Linked DNA regions of Triticum aestivum: all the other regions are linked to region 1. The links are chromatin contacts, called in public Hi-C and HiCAR-type maps. All regions are on one chromosome and are shown on one strand. The core of a region is the stretch at or near the end of the contact, and the rest is flanking DNA. Distances in the headings are between cores, read along the strand shown.

The links. Hi-C and Micro-C count contacts between places; a contact is called where the count stands out from the background. HiCAR-type assays count read pairs that join an accessible place to other places.
Region 2: a Hi-C map of leaf shows a contact between it and region 1, with 7 times the contacts expected there. The contact joins the promoter of LOC123046963 here to the promoter of LOC123046940 in region 1. A contact is called at or near these places in 2 of 5 Hi-C or Micro-C datasets (both in leaf).
Region 3: a HiCAR-type map of leaf shows a contact between it and region 1, with 5 times the contacts expected there. The contact joins the promoter of LOC123046953 here to the promoter of LOC123046940 in region 1. A contact is called at or near these places in 2 of 5 Hi-C or Micro-C datasets (leaf and root) and 1 of 1 datasets of contacts at active chromatin or transcription factors (leaf).

The regions. Positions count from the first base shown.
Region 1 is chr1A:299,621,788-299,624,658 of IWGSC CS RefSeq v2.1, forward strand. LOC123046940 (alpha-galactosidase) reads right to left here and starts at 1,473. Exons shown (of 14, transcript XM_044470405.1): 1 at 1,233-1,473; 2 at 1,087-1,148; 3 at 899-955; 4 at 698-732; 5 at 501-604; 6 at 350-425; 7 at 142-266; 8 at 1-26. The coding sequence starts at 1,390.
Region 2 is chr1A:299,854,232-299,857,102 of IWGSC CS RefSeq v2.1, forward strand. It overlaps LOC123046963, which reads left to right and starts at 1,355. Exons shown (of 10, transcript XM_044470434.1): 1 at 1,355-1,515; 2 at 1,587-1,678; 3 at 1,761-1,864; 4 at 2,817-2,871. The coding sequence starts at 2,847. It overlaps LOC123120564 (aquaporin TIP3-1), which reads right to left and starts at 87. Exons shown (of 3, transcript XM_044540595.1): 1 at 1-87.
Region 3 is chr1A:299,780,544-299,783,414 of IWGSC CS RefSeq v2.1, forward strand. LOC123046953 (acyl-carrier-protein phosphodiesterase PptH) reads left to right here and starts at 1,427. Exons shown (of 6, transcript XM_044470416.1): 1 at 1,427-1,996. The coding sequence starts at 1,544.

The DNA of each region.
Region 1 (2,871 bases), core at 223-2,722:
CCCACCGCGCCGGGTGCATGTCGCCCCTGCTCACCATCGCCGTCGCCGGCAAGGACAAGAGGACGAGAATGAGGAACTCGTCAAGAATACACAACTCGAATCAGCTACGCACTGTGCATATACACAACACGGTGGTGTTACCATTCGCAGAGGTTGAAGAAGATGGGTCGGCCGGCCTGCATCAGAGCCTTGCTCATGTCAGGGTACCTCTGCAGCGGCTTCGTGTCGCCGTTGTTGCAGTTGTCGTACTTGAGGTAGTCGACTCCCTGAAACCAGCAAGCAAATCCCATGGATGGAGTGAACAAAAACACATCAGAGATATGCACAAGTTTTGGAATCAATCGCTCACCCAGGAGGCAAAGGTCTTGGCGTCCTGCTCCTCGTGGCCGAGGGACCCAGGCTGAGCCTTGGCGCATGTCTTGTATCTTCACACAAAATTAAGATCAGAGAAGGGTAAATTACCGTCACAGCTTACTACGACGACAGTCACGGTAAATTACCCAGCATCGGAGTAGATGCCGAGCTTGAGCCCCTTGCTGTGGACGTAGTCTGCGAGTGCCTTTATCCCGTGCGGGAACGTCTTCTTGTTCGCCGCAAGATTGCCCTGCAGCAGCATAAACATGTGTGACAGATGATCATGTGCAGTCCAGAAGAGTGTTCAGACACTGGACACCGGGAGGGCAGATTTTGTACAAACCTTCGCATCACGTTCGGGTTCTGCCCAGCAATCATCTGCAGAGAAAAAAAAATCACACACACGAAGTTGGCTCAATCCACTTTGTCCACTTGTAATTAATCAATCGATTTCATCACGTAAAATATTTCGTCCAACACAAACAGGGAAGCACACACAGACAAAAAAAAAGCGAGGGCGTATGAGAGAGTGGCAGCAACGCACCAAGATTGACGTATTTGTAGCCGGCAGCGGCGAGCCCGGTGGACACAAGCGCATCGGCTGCTCAAGTAGACATACATAGTACAAGAGAATAAAATAGTAAAAGAGTTTTTACCCCATGGGACAGTTCAACAGTATACTACTACTACTTTGTAAATAAGAAGCAAAGGGACTACGAGGTCAGCTGGTACCGGTCTCCCTGATGACAACCTCGCCGTTGCCGTCGCAGGCGAAGTGATTCCAGCTATTCCACCTGCCGAAGAGAGATAGAAAAGGGGATTCGATTTGATCAAGGATTATGCTAAGTTGCACCGCAGTTAAGCAGCGGCGAGCTTACCCCATGGGCGGCGTCGCGCCGAGGCCATTGGCCAGCATGCTCCGCCGGTGCGCCTCTCCCACGTGCACCACCCTGCACTCGCCCACGGCGGCGGCGGCGGCGCAGGCCAGCAGCAGCGCCGGTAGCCTGGTCCATGGCCGGCCACGATAACCTTCCATTGATCTCTCGCCGAGTCTCCCCCCGCCTGTTGACCTGGACGTAGCCGCCGATATACGTGTCTGGCCAGGAACAACGGGGCGGGAGGAATATTGTAGACCATTCTGGTGGAGCTCGTGTTTATATAACCACACTCCGGGTCAGTTATGAAGTCTATCTTAGATCAAAATTAGGGCGCTGCCCGGTTCACAAACCACAGAGTATTTAACAAAAACTACCACATTTCACCGAAACGTGACAGAAAACAATCACTTTATAATTTTGTGCGGAAAATTATCATTTTTGTCCTAATCCGTGGCAAAAAACTACCAAGTCTCGAAATCGGTCGCTTCACCCGCGCTAAGCACCAAACTAACCAGTCGGTCCCATATTTCAGGCGCCACGGTGGCCAACCATGCCCGCCGCACGTTAACGGTGCGTCCGCGGTCGGAAACGGCGTCGTCAGAGGATCAACATCAAATGGCCGGTCTCATATTTTGGTGCATTGAACGCAAACCGACAACCGCCGTTTCCGACCGTGGACGCGCCGTTAACACGCGGCGGACATCGGTTGGCCACCGTGGCACCTGAAACATGGAACCAGCTGGTCAGTTTGGTGCTTAGCACGGGCGAAGCGACCGGTTTCGAGACTTGGTAGGTTTTTTGCCACGGATTAGGACAAAAGTAATAGTTTTCCGCACAAAATCGGAAAGTGTTAGTTTTATGTCATGTTCCCGTGAAATGTGGTAGTTTTTGGTTAAATATTCCAAAGCATATGATTTCAATTCCAATGAATGGGCCCGGCACGCATTTCAAAATTATATTTTGGACCAAAAGTTAGATTGACCATATGTGAATTATATATAACAATGTACTGCTCGTTGAATCCATATTATAAAAGAAAATCAATGATATAATTTATAAATCACAGAAACACATTATTAGTACATTTGTGGTTTGATTTTAAATTGCATGCGTGTTTTCCTCCATTCACGAATAGGTGTATTTCTAAATTTTGTCCCAAGTCAAACTTTTATAAATTTCACCTTTATAGAAAAAAATAGCAGCATTTATGGCACTAAATTTGTATCAATATATCCGTTTTGAAATGTACTTTCATACTATAGCAATTTGATGTCATATATGTTACCAGTTTTTTCTATAAAGTTGGTCAAAATTTTAAAACTTTGACTTGAGACAAAATCTAGAAGTACACTTATTCACGGACGGAGGGAGTGTGAAGTTCTAGCAAAGAGTTAACGGCGTCTACACCCGGCACCTCAAATCCTCCTCGAACGCCGGTCACGAATTTTCGATTCAGTCGGGCGCCTCAAACGCCCGTACTGACCGCCCCCCCCCCCCCTTATATCCAATTCAAATATGGGACAGATATGGGGCGTCCTTCCACGCCCGTCATGTCGGATCCGATCCACGTTGGTCCAGCTGACTCCACATATATTTCTTTCCATCCGCTCCTCGGACCAAACTCTCGCCAGTTCACTCC
Region 2 (2,871 bases), core at 105-2,604, 230 kb after region 1:
TCAACTCGTCTTTCTTGCCGACGATACGAGGATGTGACCAAGTGTGGCCGCACTGGCGTTAATACAAGTAGTAGCAGTGTGTGTGGGTTGTGAGGATGGCCGCCGCGTGCGCGCGTGGCTTATAACGTGGCCGCGGGTGGAGCCGCCGCCGCTACACGTGTGCGGGAGGACGCCCCAGAGCGGTGGCACGTCTCGCGTCTGGTCAGGAGGCTCGGTTGCCCGTGCATGCCAAGCCCGGCGTGTGCGGCGCGCACCCACCGCGCGCGACCATATGTAGTAGTACGTGTAGTGTGTGTGACCCGCGGCGGCTTCGCTCGGCGTGTTGATCTTATCCGGTGGCCAGGCTCCTCGCACCACCTGCCAGGTCATGGACATGCATGCAAGACACTGCGGCGCGGGTAGGTGCGGTGCTCTGCCTTGCCTTGCCTTACGCACGAAGTTTCGCGGGAGCAGAGCACCTATAGCTCAGCTGGCTGAAATTTTTGTCTGCACCAGTCAATTTTACTCTGGAACGTCTGATTCACATCCAACGTAGGCCGTTGACCCAAGTTGAGTTTCACCCGATTTCAACACACAGCCCGATCAAAGCCCAGCAGCAGAATAGAAGTGCTACTATCTAAACCCAACCGATCAAAGCCCAGCAAACAACTGCATGGCTGCTCCAGCGAGGTACTACTAATCATCGCCATATGTCATCAACGAGCGCATGCTGTCTTTGTGGTGTAGAGGACACGTGGAGGCACGCAATGCTTAATTGTTCAGCAGCAAGAAGTATTTGGGCACTGTCTACAGATGCAATTACTGAACAGTTGAGTACAAACGTTGATGATGATGCAAAACGTTGGTTGTTTGCTACGCATGATTCGCGTGCACATGACGAGTTCATCACCTTTGTAATGACTCTTTGGGCAGCGTGGGGAGCGCAACGGAAAGCAATATACGAGGACATCTATCAAAGCCCATTCGCTGTCCATAGCTTTGTCCAACATCCCATAGTTAGATTCATGTCTAAACATGGGCTCTCTCAGAGCTCAGGGAGTTTGGACCGTCAGATCTCAGACTTGATGCGATTTTGGGCGTTCGATCTGCCCATGGGATCAGCTGGGCCGTTGGATAAAATTCACCTCCGAGCTGCTCTACGCCGCGCTGCTTTTCTCACGTTGCCCGTTCCGTCGCGTCTCTCTGTCGCGTGGGCTCGGTGCCTGGTGGGGCTCCCTGTCGGCGTCGTGTGTGCGGCTGGCCGCGGTGTGTGACTTCAGCGCTGGATCGTGCGGTGGCTCCGCCTGTGGTTTTGAGAGCCTGCCGAGGGCAGTTTGGGGATTTCCTTTGTCGGCCCTTCGCGTGTCAGATGCTGGTTGGCTCGGGCGTGGATGAGGTGAGCGAGGGGTGCGTCTATCTTCTTCCTGCTTCTCATTCGTCCCTTCCTCTCCGCTCCGTCCCTTTCTCTCCGCTGCGTCCCTTTTCGCCAGATCCGACGCCCTTCCGGCTTGTCGTTGCCTCGCCGCCGTGACAAAGGTTCGTCTCTTTCGCCCTTGTCCGCTTCTTGCTTTTCGTCGCGTCTGATTTGCCTGGTCGTTTGCTTGCAGTTGGGAGAAGGGGGTTGGCCGTCGTCTTGCGGTTGGGCCGGAGCAGCGGTGGGCTGGACGCCGCTTCCTGCTGTCTTCGAGCGATGGGAGAGGTGCTTTCCTGCTCTTACTTTCCCCTCGTTCAATTTGTTCTCCTGCGCTGCTGTTAACTCGTCGTGCCTGCTGCTGTTCTAGGGTTAGGGTCTGTCGTTTGCCGTTCGATTGGTGACTGTTGCGGGTTGGCAGCGCGCCGTGTAGCTGCGAGACAACTTCCTTGTTGATCTGCCGTCCTGCTGCAGGTGTGAGAGGAAATCTCATCTTTCCTTATCCGTAAATTGATTTTGTTTTCCTGTTTCTCCTTACCTCGTCTTTGTCTGTTGTTTGGGCTTTTTTGTGTGTGGGGTCTGCTTATTTTCAGTTATTCGCTGTTGTGGCAGGATGTTTACTGTCAGTTGTTCATACATCCACCTGTTAGATGTTGTTGCTTCCCGATGCCGTGTGCCATTTTATTCATACTTAAGAGAAATGATGGATGATGGAGACGTTCTTGGAGGAGTGGAGCTTGATGTTAATGTTCCTGGGAGTGATAGTCTCACTATCAGAAGATTTTTCTGGGCACAAGACAGGGTTGACTCTCTGTTTGCTTATGAGGGTGCTGCTTTCCAGGCAATTATATACTTGCAGCGTTTGTATGGGTTTGTCATTGTTGATTACAATTATACACCCATGACCACCTATCGAGACCTTGCTCGCTCAGCGGTTATTCTAGCTACATCGTCGGTTAGATCTACCATTCCAGTTGCTTCTGGTGATGGCTCCGTCGCTGTGGGTGACGTCGATGTTGTTGCGCAGCGGCGGATGCTACATGCTGGCTTGGTTTCTACCGCCTGTAGCTTTTAGGGGGTCTGTTTGTGTTGTGCTTGTTGCTCGTTTGTCGGGTTTTTTCCTTGGTTGATTATCATGTATCCGGAGTCTTGTGTGTGCTTATGATGAGATGTCAGTTGTAATGAGATATGGCTATTTACTGTTCTTACCTATGTACCTGGCGTTCATGCCGCTTATGAGTAATATAGCTGCTGTTTATGTGTTCTGTGTTGTACAACTTTTTTTACCCTTCTCAGTATGCTACATTGAATATTCCTTTTTCTTTACCCTTCTCCTGCAATGGATAGTGGTTTCTTGTCAGGTATGGTTTATCAGTCAGGTTTACTTGCTTCGTGTTGCATAGTATGCTGATGTATGTGTTTTCAGCCAATGGTATGAGGGTGCTTGATTGTTGTCATGCCACGTGCTCCGATTGCTGCCC
Region 3 (2,871 bases), core at 177-2,676, 160 kb after region 1:
CGACGAGGTGTCCAGCCTGCATCAGCACCACGCCAATCCCTGTTGCGCTGGCATCCGTTTCCACGATGAATTGCTTTGAGAAATCGGGCAGCGCGAGTACAGGTGCAGTGACCAGCGCTTGTTTGAGGGCCTGAAATGACGCCTCTGCTGTTGGAGTCCACACAAACACGGAATTCTTTTTTAGCAGGTCATTGAGTAGTGGTCGGCTGATAGATCCAAATTTTTTGACAAATTTTCTGTAATAGCCTGACAGTCCCAAGAAACCCCGCAGCTCCTTGATATTGGCGGGTTGTTTCCAGTTCTGAACCGTCTGCACATGCTCTGTCATAGTGGCAACCAATTCATTGTCTCTCGGGAGTTGTAGCACCTGACACAGCAGCTGTATGTGCCTCTTTCCCCTTTTAGATCCAGGCACGTTACAAGCTGCCACCGCAACTTTGAGCTAGTCAAGGACCATTGAGTGCAATGGGACCCGGACGGCTCTTGGTGGTCTCGGCTTGGGGTCAAGCCGGATTCCAAGGAGGGAGGGATGTTAGGAGCCCTCCTAACCTGTACATGTGCATGGGGCTTGCCGTTGGGCCAACCCACGGACTTGGCCTATCTGCGACCCACCTCTGCGGCTACAAGTACGAGGGAGATGATAGGGGCAGGCATCCAGTGGATCAATTGGCAAGGCACCTGACGGCTACCTTCTTCCCCTTCCTCTATCCTTCCTCTACCTTCCCTTCCTCATGTAATTCAATTCGTCTCTAATCGAAACTTGTGCCCAGTAGTTCATAAGAGAGATATCCCGTACCTTACATAGGGTGTTGGGCGGGATTTGGTTTTACATACCGTTTTAATTGGATTTATGGGATGATTTCCCACGCAAAATTCGTGTGCGACAAACACGTTCATGTTGGAATTTGCAAAATGAATTCTATAAATTCCGAGCCAAATGATTGGTGCCAAACAAGCTGTTAGAGATTTGATGAAACTCATGGCTTTGTGTCTCATGTCGCACGAGGGTAGGCTTGGCCCCTGTTTATGATTCTGGCCTTGGCCGACCGCCGTGGCCGACCTCGTTCTAGAAGAGGTCTGTAGACAAGCGTGTGGCCGTGTGGGCACACATGGATTAGCAATCCACGAGGCCTAAACAAACCAATCCGCGCCCTCCATCGCACGCTGTTACGTGCGAAACTCCGCCACTAACCCGGAGTTTAGCGGTCGCACAGGGCCAACCGCGACAATGATGAACCCACTGCATTAATCATTACTATACTCTACGCGCCTAATGACCAGCATAAACTATCCCGGATGCCGCTGCCACGTCGGCGGCGCACCACCCACCAACCCGGGCCTCGCCTCGCCGCCGCTGTATATAACGGGCCCACAGGCCGTGGAGCCGGGTATCCCGTCGCCGGATCGGAATCACCGAACTGCCACCCCACCGCCACCCACCCCGTCCCCGGAGCGAAAAGGCAGGCAGGGGGAAAACGGGATTTTTTGCCGCAAGCGAGGCGAGCGCCAGAGCGAGCGAGAGAGCTTTTTCCTCCCCCCCGACATGACACCGCATCTGCCCGTGTCGCCCCACCCCGCCCACCACCTGCTCGACGCGCTGCCCCCGTCGCCGCACCACCGCCGCCTCCGCAGGCGCCGCCGCTTCTGCCCGCCGCGCCCCAGGGCATCATCCTCCCCCTCCTCCCTCCGCTGCCGCGCTGCCGCCGCCGCCGCGCCGCAGCCGGCGGCGGCGGCGGCAGCGAGGACGAGGGTGTTCGTCGTGTCGGACCTGCACACCGACTACCCGGAGAACATGGAGTGGGTGCGCCGGCTCGCGGTGCGGGCGGGGCCGCCGGGCGCCGGGGAGGGCTTCGACGCGCTCGTCGTCGCCGGGGACGTGGCGGAGACCAGGGACAACTTCGCGCGCACCATGGAGGCCCTCAGGGCGCGCTTCGACGCCGTCTTCTACGTGCCCGGCAACCACGACCTCTGGCTGCGCCGCGAGGGTGGCCGCTACGTGAGTGGATTCCGCCTTCCCTCCTCCCCCTCCCCCGTCCCTTTTCCCTCTGTTTGACTATCGGCATTCCTTGTGCCGCAAGCATGGTGTTTGACGAAATGCGTTGGCCTGGTGCTTCCGCTGCATTCCTAGTCTTTTAGTCTGTCCTCTCTGAAACCTGAAACGCCCGCCTGCTTCCTGCCCGCCATTGTCCAGTAAATACGTTGCTTAATGATCCTAGTTTTAGATGCAGTGCGAAGTTTGCTGATGAGGTTTGATGTTGATACTGGTTTTAAGCAGGCTTGTGTAGTTGAGCTGCATTTCAGTTGTGAACCTAGTCATATGGTGATCCTATTGGACTATTGGTTCTTGTTTCCTGACTGAAACGGTTATGATGACGCATACCTCTGCATCATTTCAGTTGTGAACCTAGTAGGAGTAATACACTGATGTTATTGGGCGTTGCCACTCGGAGTTGTTTTTCTCCAACACGCGTCTAAATGTGCATCATTGTGTCAGAAGAACATGAAAGAAGGCGTGAAATACAAACCAACAACGGTGGAGGATGACCAAACTGAAAAACACAGCAAAAATAGAACACCAAGACTGTAAGTAACAAAGCTACTCTAGCCTAGCCAAGAATCCAAAACCGACTAAAAAGCCTATGCTGTGTTGCTGCCTAAGCCGGTCAGGATGCGCCCTGTCCTGTCCGAGATTCAGAGCTCTGCATCATTGCGGGTGGCTTCTAAGAATTAACCTCGAGAGACAACTGTTCCCGAGCTTCGAGAGACACCAAGTCATTAAGATGATCAGCGACCTGATGGTCTTCATCTTGTTGCCTGTGCGCCCAGCAGCAGTATCATCGGAAGATCGAACCCCTTTAAAACATCATACCA